Linked DNA regions of Gossypium hirsutum: region 2 is linked to region 1. The links are chromatin contacts, called in public Hi-C maps. All regions are on one chromosome and are shown on one strand. Each heading gives the region's core, a stretch centred on a gene start, on an enhancer-like site or on the middle of the called end of the contact. The rest is flanking DNA. Distances are from core to core; before and after follow the strand shown. Region 1 holds the start of TRNAS-UGA (transfer RNA serine (anticodon UGA)). Region 2 holds the start of LOC107916524 (squamosa promoter-binding-like protein 2).

Region 1 (7,670 bases), core at 2,365-4,864:
ATAAAGTTGGACTTTGTTGATAAAGAGTAATAATATACTTTCAAGTCCGCTAAACAAAACCGTCGATATCTGAGTGGTTAAGGAGACAGACTTGAAATCTGTTGGGCTACGCCCGCGCAGGTTCGAACCCTGCTGTCGACGTTTTGTACTTTTTGTTTTGGTTTTTTTCCCGAACATACGTCCAACTCATAAAAGAGTCCCCCACTCGCTATAAATGAGGATCGGACATGGCAATTATAAGCTGTCACAAGGATAGCAACAAGAAGAAGAAATCATATATTGTAACTAGCATGCACTAAAGTTTGTTATTTTATTTTAAGGTAAATTATTTAGATAGTCATTTTAAAAGTGTTGTTATCTTATTTTATTCACTTTAAATTTTTTGTTAATTGAAGTATTGTCGTTAAGAATTTTGATTGTTTTGGTTATTCTTCGATTAAACACCAAACAAAATGCTGATTGAGATGTCACGAAAAGTGGATTCTATCGCCACATGTCTATATATTTTTATATGTCATTAAGTGGATTTCTCCAAAAATAATTAAATCATTTAATATTATTTTAAATTGTTTAATGTTTATAAAAGGACTCATACTAGTAAAATCTCAAATTTCCAGTTTGACATGTGGCACTATTTTGATAGTGGGTATAGTGAATTATTGAGAAAATTGGAAAATTTTTCAAATAAAAGAATTTTATGGGATTTAATGAAAAGAACTTTATAGGTGAAAATGTGATGAAAGGACTAAATAACAAATATTGAAATGTTAAAGGACTAAAATGAAAAATTAAAAAAATGAAATTAAGAGTTTTTATTGCCTATTTGACATGAAAATAAATTGGAATATGACTCGGTAGTGTGAAAATCACTTTTAGGACTAAATTAAAAAGAACTAGAAGTAGAGGGACTAAATTGTTATTTTCCTATTGTTAGTGAGAAAAGAGAAAAACTATAATTCTTGTTGCTTATGGAGTTATATTGAAGAATTATTATGAATTTTACATATGAATTTGAATTGGTCTAAGTATAAAATTTTGAGAAGAAATAGTGAAAATGGACAAAAGGGGCAAAATAGTAATTTTGCTATGAAAGGGTAATTTGATCAATTCTCGAGACTTTTATGATGGAAATAATATTTAAGTGTGATATTTTATATTTGAAAATATTTTGGATTGTTGGAACCTCATATTAAAGAATTGGATCACAAAAATTGGACTTGAATAGTTGAACATGGGCCTCGGGTCCATTTGTTGGTCTTTTTATGAGGAAAAAGAACCTCATCAGCCTTCATTTTTCTCTTTTCCAAGTAGGTAGTAGCCTCCCATGGCTAGTTCCCTTCTTTTTTTTCATTTTCTTGCCTTTTTCTTCATGTTCTCTAAAAAATACCACCTTGAGATTTTGTCAAAAGTTCCATGAAACAACCTCCTAAGCTAAATTCCTCCATCAGTTTATTTAGTGGTAGCCTAGGGTTAAAGGAGTTTTAGTATGAGAAAATGAAGATAGAGATAGAAAGTTTCATCAAGGTAAGAATGGTTTTTTTTCTAACTCTCCTAGCTCGATATTCGAATTTAATGGTTATGAGAAAGCTCAGAAAATTTTGCTATTAATATTTTGATATATTTTTTGTATGAGAATTGAGAAAATGCAAACAAGTATTTGGAAACTTGATTTTCAGTATTTAGGCATCCAAGAGGTAAGTATCACTGGATATTCTAACTTGATTTTCAGTATTTAGGCTTCCAAGAGGTAAGTATCATTGGATATTCTTACTTTTCTTATGCTAAAATGTTTAGGATAATAATAAATTTAAGTTATTAATATGAAAATAGTGTAATAAACATGTGATTTATTATATAAATAAATATGAAATGTGTTTTTGGGTGAATGTGTTTAATATGTGACTTGAATAATTTGGTTATCAACATTTGTACTAACACAATTTTGGACAGCAATAGTAGTGTGACTTCGAAAATTCACCAAAAATTAAGAAATTGAATTAGAAGTTAAGCCACATATGGTTTTAAATCTTATAGAGTCTAGTTTTCATTGGAACAAACAGAACTTGCATCCAAATTATACAATAAGAGATAACTATGAGGGAAGGTTGAATTTGTTAGTAGCATCCTTTGTTTCGATTTTGAAAATTTGTTAAGAATTGTATAAAATGAATTAGAACACAAGTCTTATATTTATAAAACTCTTATTAAGTATAGTTTCTAATAAAATAAATGGTGAATTTTTATAAATTATATTTTAAAATTAAATTATTTTTGAATGAAGAGAGGTCACAGTTGTTTGGTAGTAGGCCAGCAACTCTGCCCTAACCTTTAAAATTTGCTAGCATGTGTAAAAGCATAAATTTTGGAAATTTTGTGGTTGAAAGGTTCAAGAGTATAATTTTTAAAATATCGAACAGATTTTTATTTTGAATTTTTTGGATTGACAAATAAATAATTTATTGACAGCTACTCAAGTAGGCAATTCTGTTTTGAAAGATTAAATTTTGCTAAATATAGACATATTATGTCATAATGACCCATTGTGGAAATGATTATAAAAAATAAATAAGTGTAGTGACGATTTATATGGATATATGATATGAGTAAATATCATAATGTGCCTTACTAGACTTAGTAAAATGTTAACATACAATTGACATGCCAATTAAGGGCTATAGCGTGTTAGAGTTTTGTCATAGGTTTCACGCTTATGTGCACTTTTTATCACCTTTGGGCCTTGCACTTATTTGCATTATGGTGTGGTGTAGTTTATGGTCTTATGAGCTCTTTAGTGTGGTGGAGGGATGTTTTATGCTATTTTACAGTTTAGCACTTTAGTGCTCATTGGTGTGGTGAAGGAGTCTTGTATATGCGAGTCAGTTTTACTAAAGTTTATTATAGGCGATAATGGATTAAATGTTGATAATTAATTTTAAATGTGACTATAGATGGATAAAAGCAAAAGTTAAGGTCAAGAACTAAATGTTTTATTACTAAAATGGATGAAAATAAGGTAAATGTATAGCTAAGAAAATGAGAATTTAAATTGATAAGGTACTCTAAAAGTATATGCCCTAGTTAAGGAAATTACAATGGAATGGATGGATCCAATTGAAAATAAGTGCCATAAATGATAAATATATGTATATGCATGCTTTGAAAAGTTTAGAAATAAAGCTTTAAAATGAGGGAGAGTAATCTCTGCATGAACTTTTCATAAGCTATTGCCTAATGAATCATTAAAATATAAGTTGGGCCCCAAAATTCGAATAATTTAAATGAATTAGTCACATGCCATATATTTTACTTACTATGTGCTAAGTTAAAAACAAATGATTGGCCTAGTGGTTGAGTGCTCCAAAGTTATCTTAGAGGTCCTAAGTTTAAGTCACCAATTTAACATATTTTTAATTAATTTTTTTGGTGAAATTCCTAAGTCCTAAAAACACCTTTGCCGTCCACCCATACATGCCTTGCTTAGGGAGTTTTTTTTCCATCTTTTGTTAGTCAACATTCCATGTTTAACCAAACATAATCCTCTTTTTCACTCCCTTGTCTCCTTCTCTTCCCTTTTCTGTTTACAAATGCCTTGTGTGAGGTTCAATGAACCTAGACATGGTTGACCATAATCCTTCTCACCCAATTTGGCATACCCTCCCTCTCATTACTATCCCACCATTAGCTCATCCGCAACCTCTCCCTTTTTCATTTTTTCTCTCTTTTTGGTTACCCTTCATTTTTCTTTTTATTTTCTTTTCTCTTCTCCTCCACCGTAGCTAGCCTTGCACCACCACCACCTCATCGTCAAGCCACTGCCTTGCCGCATCTTCCCTTCCCTTTTCTCTGCAAGCGTCGCCTCCTCCACCATAACACCCACCGTGCACCACCGTGCATTTTATCTTTTTCTTATTTTTTTATTCTATTCTCTCTTTTTTAAAAGAAGTGATCGAACCCACCTCTTTTCTTTGCCCTCCACCAGAACTGTGCCTTTATCAAGGATCATTGTCGCCGTCACCACCGTAGCACCATCACCGACAGTGGAGATCTCTTCTTGTTTTCTTATTCATTTCAAATACTCATTATTTTTATTTTATTTTATTTAAATCCTAATTTGAACTCTACCTTTCCTTGGATTTATTTTCGAATAAATCCACTTCTTAGATCATTTCTTCTCCTTTGATTCGTGATCAAATCGTTTCGTTGATCATCCGTTTCATTCATGTTAGAGTAAGTATTAAAGGAGTGTAGAAATAGTTTCTCCTCTCTATTATTTTCCCATGGCCGATAACTTAAGGGAGGACCTTAGTGATTTATTTTCATAATGATTAATATTTCATACATATTATGTGTAGAGGGGTCACTCGACATCAACTTGAGAGGCCGTTAGCCGTTGGGATTAAATCGCTAATCTGAGAGATCTTTTAAGGATAAGTGTTAATAATAATTGATAATCGATTTGTTGTATTAACCTTAAAGATGATAGTCTTAACTCAAGATCGCCATTTGTTGTTTGATTAGGAAATCTAATTGTAGATCCTTGACTGGGTGTTCTGGGAGATTAATTACACATCGGATCAAGTGTGAGTTTTAACACTAAATTAATTAAGAATATTATTATATTGATAAAAATGTTGCAATTAAAATAATGTTGTTTGATGGGGATACTATATGTATCCATAAAGTGAGATAAGTCATCCTTATGAATTTCTATCAAGTAAGTGTTTTTCTTAAACCGTATACTTATGAAATGTATGTTGTGTGATATTGATGTTTGCTAATAATATGAAAAATATGCATATTTCATTTTCATGTTATGTGATTATATGAAATATGTGATATTCGTATGAAATATGTGATATTCGTATGAAAATAAGATGTGAAAATTTGGTACCTTGAGTACATATGTGATTTGCATGCTAAACATGCCTATATGATTTTAAGTGTTTTGGCCATATCACATGCATGGGGTGGGATGCCTGAAAGATGGAAGTATATGGTAGTTTATCTGCATTGATGTGACACAATTCATGATTCTAATTATATGGCAGTTTATCTACGTTACTATGACACTATTCACAATTTGGTGTGTTGTTTGGTCGAGTTCTGGGTAAACTCGACTATGGTGTGTAGCGGATATGGGGAGGATCATTTTTACTAAAATCTACATTGTTTTATGAATTATGCATTGACATCATCATGCGTGATATGCTTATGAAATATTGAGATATGTGATTTTATGACTTTGTATAGTATATGTTTTATGTTGTGAATGAGTTTGAGTTAATCTCAGACTGGCTAAAAAAAAGCTCACCCCATTAGTGTTTCAACTTTTCAAGTAGCACTCAAACATAGGACTTGGATCAGCTCTTGGTGGAGCCTCTCGGAAAATTTTACATCATTGATATTTATTGGACTTTTAACTATTTGGATTGTAGGTTGTGTTTTTGTGGACTTTTGGACTGTGGACTTTAACTTTATTTTGGTTATGATTTATATTTTTATGACTTTAAACTATCACACATGCATGCAAAATTATGAGATTTTAAGTGTTTTTAATAATGCCATTTTTCTAAATTAATTATGTTTTTCCTAAATTTTAAACAAAATGATAATTTGTAAATTTCCTAAATAGATTTATGAAAATCGTTGCGGCCTTCTTTGTAAGAAATCATTTTTATAATTATAATATAAGATCCTTCATATTTAGATGTTTTCAAACAACATTATAATTAAATGACGCTTTTCTTTTTTAAAGAATAAATACATTTTACTAAATATTTTTCGAAAAGAAAAAATTAGTCAATCTTAGAAATTTTTATGATTTCAAACTCAATCCTCTATTTTTTTCAAAATAAATAAATAATTTCGCACGTCGTTAATGTAATTTTCAAGATTCGGCCATAACGTCTAGGTCAGGTTTGGGGTGTTACAGACTTGATTAGTATAGCTTTAGAATTTGGCTGAAGTGAATCTTATATGACATGCTTAAAGGGGCTCAACGTTAATAAGGAATAGGATAAGTAGGTTTATTGTCACACCTGGATTGTCAAATTAAAGTTTGGATTATTTGAATCATATTCTTAGCTTATTTAAATTTATTTCGATTTGATCCTATGGAATTATTTTGTGCAAAATTATAATGATTTTAGTTTAATTTGGGCAATATAGTAAATTGGAAAGTCCTTGTATGGCCGGTTATTAGATATTTGGGTTTCAACTAAATTAGTTTAATTGTAACTATAAGATTAGATAAGTGGATGAAAAAATGTTGATGTCCTTAAATTTGAAAATGTTATTTGAAGATAGTGGGAAAGGGTAATGGGGGATATATGGAGAGTAGTTAACTGGGGTTAGAGATTGTGCTGGAAATTCATTTTCATCTTTCATTCCTTTATTGGTTATTTGCTCTGGAACGATGAGAATAGAAGGGAAGAAACCGACTTGCATGTGGGTAGGAATTTACAATTTAGCTGGATAATCGTGGAATTTACGAATTTTTATTAAAGCCGAAGGAGGAGGTCCAAGCATCAAAGAAAATTTAATTGGATGGAGGAGGATTCAACTTCTTGGTATTTTGCTGGTGAGTTCTTAAACTCAAACTTTCAATTTTTGTCTTGCATGTTTCAATGCTTTGAGTTGGATTGTGGTCCTTGGAAAATTATATTGCATGTTCTGCTAATGATGAGATGTTGCTCTATTATGAGATTTTCTACTGAAATATTGATGCATGTTAAGTGTTGAAGTGCAAACACATGTCTGGTTATGAGCACAGGTTTGTGGTATTGATGAACTATATGCTAAGTAAAATGTTATTGATCAAGGTATTTTGTTGAACCTTCTTCTGATTGTAATGTATACCAACATTTATGCTAAAATGTTTGGTATACTTTGTTGTGTGTCACTGAGTTGTATGATTAGCTGAACGTGTGGGCTTGTTGATTGTTGAAAAGAGTTATTTTGATGATAATGATTTGTATGCGGAGCATAGGAGGTATCTGATGATTTGAGATGAAGGAATAATGAGATGTCATGTTGTGCACTTTGTGCCACATATTGTTTGGCTTTACAGAGGTTCAATTGGGATGAATTGAGATTGTATATGTATAAGTTATTTAGCTTTGCAGAGGTTCAGATGGATAGTACACAGAATGGCCAAGCATGGTCAAGTTATAAGTTAAGACAATCAGCAAGGACTTGTCTTCAAGTTACAAGATAAGACAGTCCACAGGGACATTCCTCCAAGTATGAGTCCGTAGGGACATTCCCCCAAGCATGAGTCCACAAGTATGTATCCACCAAGTATTAGCCCGTAGGTATATAACCACCAAGTATGAGTCTGCAGGTATATATCCACCAAATATAAACCTACAAAATTATCCACCAAGTTTTATGCTATATGTCTATCTGCAAGATTAGCTCAGACTATTCAAAATATATTCATACACAAGGCTACCATCAGTGACTTGTTTATGGCGTGTTGAATATTATACTAACCACTCTTATATGGGAGCTGCAAATCATGTTCAAGCTGCTCATCATGCAATTATGTCTATATGAGTAATGTAACACCCCTAACCTATATTTGTCACCGAATTAGGGTTATGAGGCATTACCGGTCATATCAAAGTTCATATAGATATTCATTACATTTCACAACTCAAAATTCAATC
Region 2 (7,670 bases), core at 3,231-5,730, 940 kb before region 1:
AGCTGGAACTCTTGGAAATGGTTGTCACCATCACCATTATGCACTTGAGATTCAGTTGTCTGTTGTTCCATCTGCCAGTTTTCAGATAAGGCACTTGGAAATCCTCGTGAACTTGCATTCATAGCTGGCTGAGACATACTGGTACTAGGGTTGACATGCATGGGGTATGCAATTGAACCGTGTTTTGGCTCACAAGAAACCCAGGATTCGTTTGACAGAAGAGAGAGAGCACGATGAAGATCTTGCGTCGTAGCCACGTTTGAATCAACTCTGGATTCTTCTACACCTACAAAATTTGACTAAATTTGTTGAGCTTGTATATCAGTTCCATAAGGAAAGCATCATTTTAATAACCATTAAAGGCCTTCAGAACCATCGCTCATCTCCCATCAGGATAACTAACATGTACCTCTGCTGAAAGTTAATTATTCAACATTCTGTCACATATGTACATCATATTTCGGCAAAAAACTCCAATCCCTCAAGTAGCATTACTCCATGTCCCATTGAGGGCAGCATGTCACTTAATGTACATTGATCATTTCATAGGAAACCGTTTCATCATCAAACATCTATTGCTAACTACCTAGACGCTATCCAAAAGTGTTCAGGAAAGGACTTGTAGCGTAAGGATCTAAAAGTCGAAAAATCATTGTCCTAAATCTGTTTATCCAAACAAAAAGAACCTTCACTTCCACATGACACAGCAAAAGCTTTATGAAATAAGTAGGCACGTTATTTCTTTACCTTTTGATGAAGAATTGAATATTTATTATCCTAACTTGGGAGAAAACAATTTTCAAAGGTAGAGACCTAGCAAAATTAGTGGCACATCAAGATTCTCACCTCTTTGGCCTCACACTCATCCTCTCATGATTGTGATCATGTTTTTATCTCAAGGGAGCATTCTTGGGGCATTTATTTTACTCCATATATAAGTTCATTTAAAAACAATTTGTGTTAAACTAGCACTAGAAGATAACATTTGTCATTAATCAAAATCAAAATGCATATCATAAATCTTGTTTCTTAGTAAGATAAACAAACCAAACCTTGGTTGAGAATGTCATCTGTACTTTGCTTGCCCTTGGTGGGCAGGAATCCATTGGAATCATGAGATCGCATTGTGATGGAATTCAAAAGCTCATTGCCAGGGAGGTTTGGCTGTCCATTAATATTTCCAACTTTTGTAGATGTATAACCTTTCATTTGAGAGGACTTGGAATCAAATGTGCCTTCCCATGAAAAAATTTCATTGGGTCTAGCATTATGAAGAAATGGCACTTTATTCCAGATGAAACTCATCTGTTGCTTCCCTTCTGCAACAAGTAGAGGCACAACTTATAAAGCCTTAACACATATACTTCAAAGCTGGGACAGCAATTATAATAGAAACATAGCATCCAATAAAGTAGGGTGACCCAAACTATTTGAGTATAAGATGTTATAGAATAAAATCAAGCAACTACTCAATAAGCATGAATTAAGTCACTCGCATAATATCTTGATGGACAAGTAACATACAACAAAATTAAATGCATAAAAAACATCAAATCTATGTCTGAAACTGGTACCATTTGGTGAAGATGAAAATCTTGTACCACTGAAGTGGAATGCTTCTGTCTGTGGTTTACGGCGTCTTGCATTGTGGTCAGAAAGGCGCCGGCGACAACTTCGCTTCTTTTCATCAAACTCCGACAGGCCATGGAACCTTTGACAGCATTAACATAACTATGATTTTAACATTCATCAAGAGTTCACAAGCCCAACAATAAGGAATCAAATACCTACTATTGGTTGATACTAAGATAAGTAAAACATCACCATGCAAATACACAATCAATAAAGAAAATATTCTTGGATACAATCTACTTCCAATGTAAAAATCATCAGAATAAAGAAAAAAGTTTACTTGCTACATTGTTGGCAGAACCGGCGTTCCTGACCATGTACAATGACCTTTGGACTCTTTGAATGACTTTCACAAATTCTGTGTTTCCGATGGTAATCCTTTGCTGAGGAGAGGTCAAAGTTACAGCCTTCAACTTGGCAACGCAGAACATGTATGCCCTGACAATTGGGTTTAGATCTCTTTGCTTGGGCAGGAGATTGTCCAGAAGTGGAAGAATAAGACAAATTCTTAGTATTGCTTCCCCCAGAAACATCTTCAAAGTATGTCCGTTTACCAAGCTTTAAACTGAGCAATGGCTCACCAGAGCCAACTGAAGCCTCAAGTGTTGGGGAAGTACCAGCCAGCTCAGCCCTGAAAGCTTCGTTCTGGTTGCTAATATCATCTGGGATAGCTTCAAAGGCTTCCGAAGTAAATTTGGTCATTTTTACCTCCCCCATAGAAGAAGAATTAATAGATGCCGATTTTGAACTTTTAGACATAGAAGCAAGGCCCAAATCTGAGGCAGAACCACCACTACCTCCAGCAGCAACAGAAGAATAGAAAGACCCAGAGTTCATTCCTCCCTCTCCATCAATATCCCACTGTTCAGGTCTGAGCTTCCTTGGAATTTCAGTTGGTGTTGCATTTAACATCATCAAGTTTTCCCAGTCCCATTGCAAAGGCGTTTTGGCATTCCAATCCATCGGAGAGATAAAACTCATAGAACACTAAGCACAGTCTTCATATAAAACAGAAGCAACCTGTCACCAGATCCTGAAAGTATAACCTTTGACGTTTGTTCAATTCATAAAGAAAATAAACAGGGCAAAGAAGACTCAATTATGCTAAATTCAACTATACATGAAGGAAACCATTCGTGGACTCCATATGAATACAGAGCATGCAAAACCAAAATTATGCGAAATCATTCTGTTATGTAAAGAACAAATTTTACCTATACATCCAACAGCATCAGAGTCCAATCATCTCTGTTTTTCAGATCTAGAGGAGTGCAACTTAGAAAAATGTCAATCCACTTTAACATAACAATAGTTCGTTCACCCCTTCCCCAATTTTTTTCGCTAAAAGCATTTGCTGATGACACTTCAAATATGCTTCACTGAAAAATGCAACAAATATCAGAGAGGTTGAACTAAACTAGCAACCAATTTTCAAGCCAAGCAAGTTTTTACGCAGATATCAATTTCCATCTTTCTAAAACAGATAACTTAACCAAGGATGCAAAAAAATCATGGATTAGGTCTAAAAATTCGGAGCAAGAAAAGTAGTACAGCTTTTCTCCTTTCATTCTGCAGACAATGACATGTTAATAGCATAATTCCAAAGGATCTCACTATTCACTCTTGTAATAAGTAAGCCTACACCATCCGGATAAAAAGTTTCACTTCAGTCCCAAATAAATAAGTGTGTGCATCAAAGCGCTCCCTAAACTTGCAACACTTGGACCAAAATCCTAGAGGAGTTTACCCTTATCTATCAACCCATCGGAAACTAACTACCAGGTTTTTGCACCATTAACAATAGGCTCTCTCTCACCAATTATTATAGGAAGCAGTAACAGTTTTCAAGGGGTAAAAGAAAAAAAAATCTGACGATTAAACTTCGCTGATGTTACCGTACTCTAAAAAATTTCACATCTTCAATAATTCACTTCAATAATTCAATTATCCGGGCAATCCCACAAAGTAGGTCCCTGACTGAGACCCACAAGAGACCGATGAATACTTGAAAAAAAATTTTGAATTAAACCCTAATCTACCATAAATCAAAAGTTATAGCCTTAAGAAGGGAAAAAGAAAGGTACCCAGCAACCTCTTCGTAGTTCTTACTCCTACGGAAAATATAAGAAGCAATCAACAAAAAAGTCAAATACAAGAAATGCATCAAAAGAGAATCATTTCAAGAAATGAAATTATACTCATAAGTCGTAAATTTATTTTGCATACAGAAGTTAGTAGTTCCGCACTGAAACAGAAACAGAAATAAGAAAACTAATTTCTTTTATAGAAATCATGACAGAAAATAAATTTTAGAAACTATCTGCTCCCTTACCAGCTATCAGCCATCACATCTTTATTCATTTTATAGTAAATAAATTTCAGCCAGAAATATAAAGTGAAAAACAAAAAGAAAAACTGTATATATAAAGAAAACGTAGTCGTTTTCCTTCACTTTCCCCAGAAAACTAGATACCAAAAGGAAAGTAACAATAACGAATTTATTGTTTTTTGAAAATGCATACATAATTTTCTTTTCATATTACCTTTTCTAAAGTTCAAATAATTGATATAATAATAGAAGGTATGAAGAAACTAATGTATCAATCTGAGGTGCAAAAACAAGATGTTTCTCCATTTTTAGAAATTCTAGTTCCTCATTATCACTCTCTTTATTAATCTTTTAAAAAAGAAAGAGAAGAAACTTACTGGTGAGTTACTTACGATCGCCCTCAGCTGAGTCTGACTCGGAGACTGAAAATAGAGGAAAATACAATGGCAGAAACAACTAAAGCGGAAAACAATACCTTCGCTTTTTGGGACGGAAGCATTTTCTTTCCTTACCGTTTTATTTTCTAATTTTATACATTTGAAAATCTGTAGTAATTAAAAATAAGGACACGTGGCGGTAAGAAGTACTTAATAGTGTTCGTAGCGAGCCAGAAAGGAATTTTCAACCGATTCACTTGACTCGGCTATGACGAGTCAACTCGACGATGACAGCTTTAATTCACTTCTTATCCACTTGGATCGACAGCGTGATTGGAAACTACGGCAAGATAAAGATTGATTGTGAAATTAATTAATTAAGTATTAAAATGTGTATTAAATTAAAGATGACGCTGCAATCAATTTTTTTTAACTCAATTTAAATTATTTAAAAAATAATTCCCTTCTGCAATCACTATCACCAGCTTAATTCTCATACTTAGAAGGCTTTCAAAGCTTGGTTAACTTCTCATAGGATTAAAATGACTATTTTAGTTCATTAATCTCATGACATATTGATTTTCCGTCTCCTCCTTAATCATTTCAACTCAGCAGCATGAAAACTTTTCCGAATTCTACGAATCAGCACAGGCAGGGCGATAGGTTCTCCTTGTTGGAAGGAAAATGTTAGCGGAGAGGTTAAAAACAATAGGGACGATGTTCTACAATGTAGTCACTACATAACCCTGGTTAGTCTTGAAGGAAAACCTCTACCCTGTGTGATATACTGCCATGGGAACAGCGGCCGCAGGGCTGATGCTATAATCTTTGCAGCCTTCAAATATTAGCAGTTTTCACTCTTGATCTCGGTTATCCATAAGAGAACATGTCACCCTCACCTTGGCTTGGAACGAAGTAAGCCGTTACTTATGCATTAACATTTTTGTTGATATTGATGGTGGTTTAACATCGTACTACACACAATCAATCTGTCATATAAATTGTTCTTCCAAGTGTTGAATTGTCAAACAAAGAAAATATTTAACATCTTTGTGTGTCAAGCTTGTGGATGATTCCATGTTCCGGCCTTACCTCATAAATAGTAGAAGAGTTGGGTTTAGTATTATCTGATTGTGATTCACAATGGTTAGCGAGAAGAAAACCAAAAAGCGGCGGATTAGAAGATCCATTGGTGACTTTAAAGTTCATATGCATTTGGAAGTGTACTTTCATTTTGCATGGTTGTGGCTTCTGTTACATATGACTTGCTTCTACCAGTTATGGCTATTTACTTGCTTTGTGCTTTTGCTTCTGATTTAGATGGGTTATGAGGCCACCACAAAACCAAGTGATGAGAAATTTAGCATAACTAATTGCATTAAAGCATTGTATAAGATACAAGACATTGAAGAGTGGCTCTATTTTGAATCTCTTCGAAGACCCCACCCTAAGGAAAACCTTTATCTCTTTAGAAGGTGGGCAAGATAAGGCTGACATGCTCGCAAGACAAGTGTGAGAAACATACGATGACTGTGTCTGAGGTAAGGGTGGTTGCATCACAAGTGCTAGGATTTTGACTGCAATTGTTTAATCTTAGGGAGCTTGTTTGTTCAAACATTGGATGTTCTAGTTGTAGGGTTACCGATGTTCACAGGCACGTGTCTACATGTAATTTTGAAGATAGTGGAATTGTGCTTTTGCATTGGGCTACATTCATTTGGTTAATGGTGACCACATTCATCTTCCTCGACTGTTTTAAATCTGTGGCTTCCCCCAAGGGAGTCAGGTCATCAGCTGAAGGGTGGCTTCTCTACATTTAAGCAATAGATTTAGTGTTGAAGATACAAATCTCAAGTGAAGGTCTATTTGATTAAAAAAAATTGTCAGCTGAAGGTACAAATCTCAAATGAAAGTCATTTTGATTAAAAACAAAACATGAGGTAAAAAAATGTCTTGCTAAAAGGTTAACAACTATAAATTTAGTGTTATTCCCTCGTAATAATACGAGAAAAAGAGTAAAATAGTGAATTACCAATTTAAATTTTTTTTAAGGTAAATTGAGTTTTTCAGTAATATTTGGAAAATTTTTCGAGATGAGATTCGTGTAATATTCATATATATATAATATGTAGGAAAAATTATTTTTATGGGAATTTTGAGGCATATTCTCAATAGGTAAAGGTAGAGAGTTGAATTATAAAATTATGGTTTCATATTCTACTCTATGAAACCTTTAAAATGGTATATCATATGCTCAAAATGGTTGAGTGATGAATGAAAAATGGCTTAGATCCCACATTGGTTAGATACCAAGTGTGAGATGTCTTTATATATGTGAACTCTCTTAAAAGATTATTGAATGATTAAGTTTGTAACCTTGCCTTGTGCCCAATGAGGGAATGTAGGTCCAAACTTGATAGAGTTAAAGCACACTTACATGATATAGGCAATGTAAAATTTGCTTATATGAAATTTTTAAATCAAATAGATTTTGTGGATTTTTTTTCCAAAATTCCAACTCAACTAGTTCAGGACTCCATTTGCTAGCCTCGCAGATAATTTCATTACCCTCGCGGGCAAGGTCACGTCCCTCATTACAAGCTTGTACACATGCTTCTAAAGCTACTCGATTAGCTACGGCACTCGGTGCATTTCTCTAAGGGTGTCCTAAAGTTCGTCCACCGAATTATAGTACAGAATCATCTCCAAAGATCTCGATCAAAGCAAGCATATGCCAAACGTGAATACCCCCGAAGCTACGGGCAGAACACCTGGCATAGCAACCCAATATTGAGTGAAATAAATACCACGGCTTTGACCTTTTTTAATAAAATCATCATGTGTAAATCAACAAAGCCCAAAGTTATGTCCCTTTCTCCCTCAAGTTTACCTACTACTGTACCAGCGTGAATATGATCTCCGCCAGACATGCTTATAAAAGGCCATGATTTTTGAAGGGTTTTATAAACTTATATTCTCTGATAATTTCTTTTGCCGAAACTCTGTTGTTCTCAAAACTCTTCTTTTTTCTCCTTCGTAGTTTCAAACATTTCGGTGATAGAAAAAGACATTGTTCAATTGTTGTAGAGGTGCTGCTACTTTGATCACTATTGTTGTTGTATCTTAGGAGACATTCGACCAACGTTACTCCAGGAATCGTAGGAGCGGCCGAATCTATCTTAAGGAAACTGTGTTTCATAGGCCTAAACATTTCGTAAAATCTTAATTCTCATTTATTTCCACTATTTATTATGGTCTTATTTGATTTTCATATTTGATAAATTATTTATAAATCATTTTATTTATATTTTATTACATATGTATTTATTTAT

The links. Hi-C and Micro-C count contacts between places; a contact is called where the count stands out from the background.
Region 2: a contact with region 1 is called in a Hi-C map of leaf, with 2.3 times the contacts expected there. The contact joins the promoter of LOC107916524 here to the enhancer-like site in region 1. A contact is called at or near these places in 2 of 34 Hi-C or Micro-C datasets (callus and leaf).

What each region holds. Positions count from the first base shown.
Region 1 is chrA01:93,841,810-93,849,479 of Gossypium_hirsutum_v2.1, reverse strand. TRNAS-UGA (transfer RNA serine (anticodon UGA)) reads left to right here and starts at 62; the gene lies at 62-141. Within about 2 kb of position 3,614, at least 4 of the 9 cell types and tissues checked have an H3K27ac peak or open chromatin away from gene starts, as enhancers often do. A contact at or near this core is called in leaf, where this site is marked.
Region 2 is chrA01:94,781,579-94,789,248 of Gossypium_hirsutum_v2.1, reverse strand. LOC107916524 (squamosa promoter-binding-like protein 2) reads right to left here and starts at 4,480. Exons shown (of 6, transcript XM_016845790.2): 1 at 4,339-4,480; 2 at 2,847-3,011; 3 at 1,913-2,652; 4 at 1,575-1,711; 5 at 1,053-1,319; 6 at 1-286. The coding sequence starts at 2,613.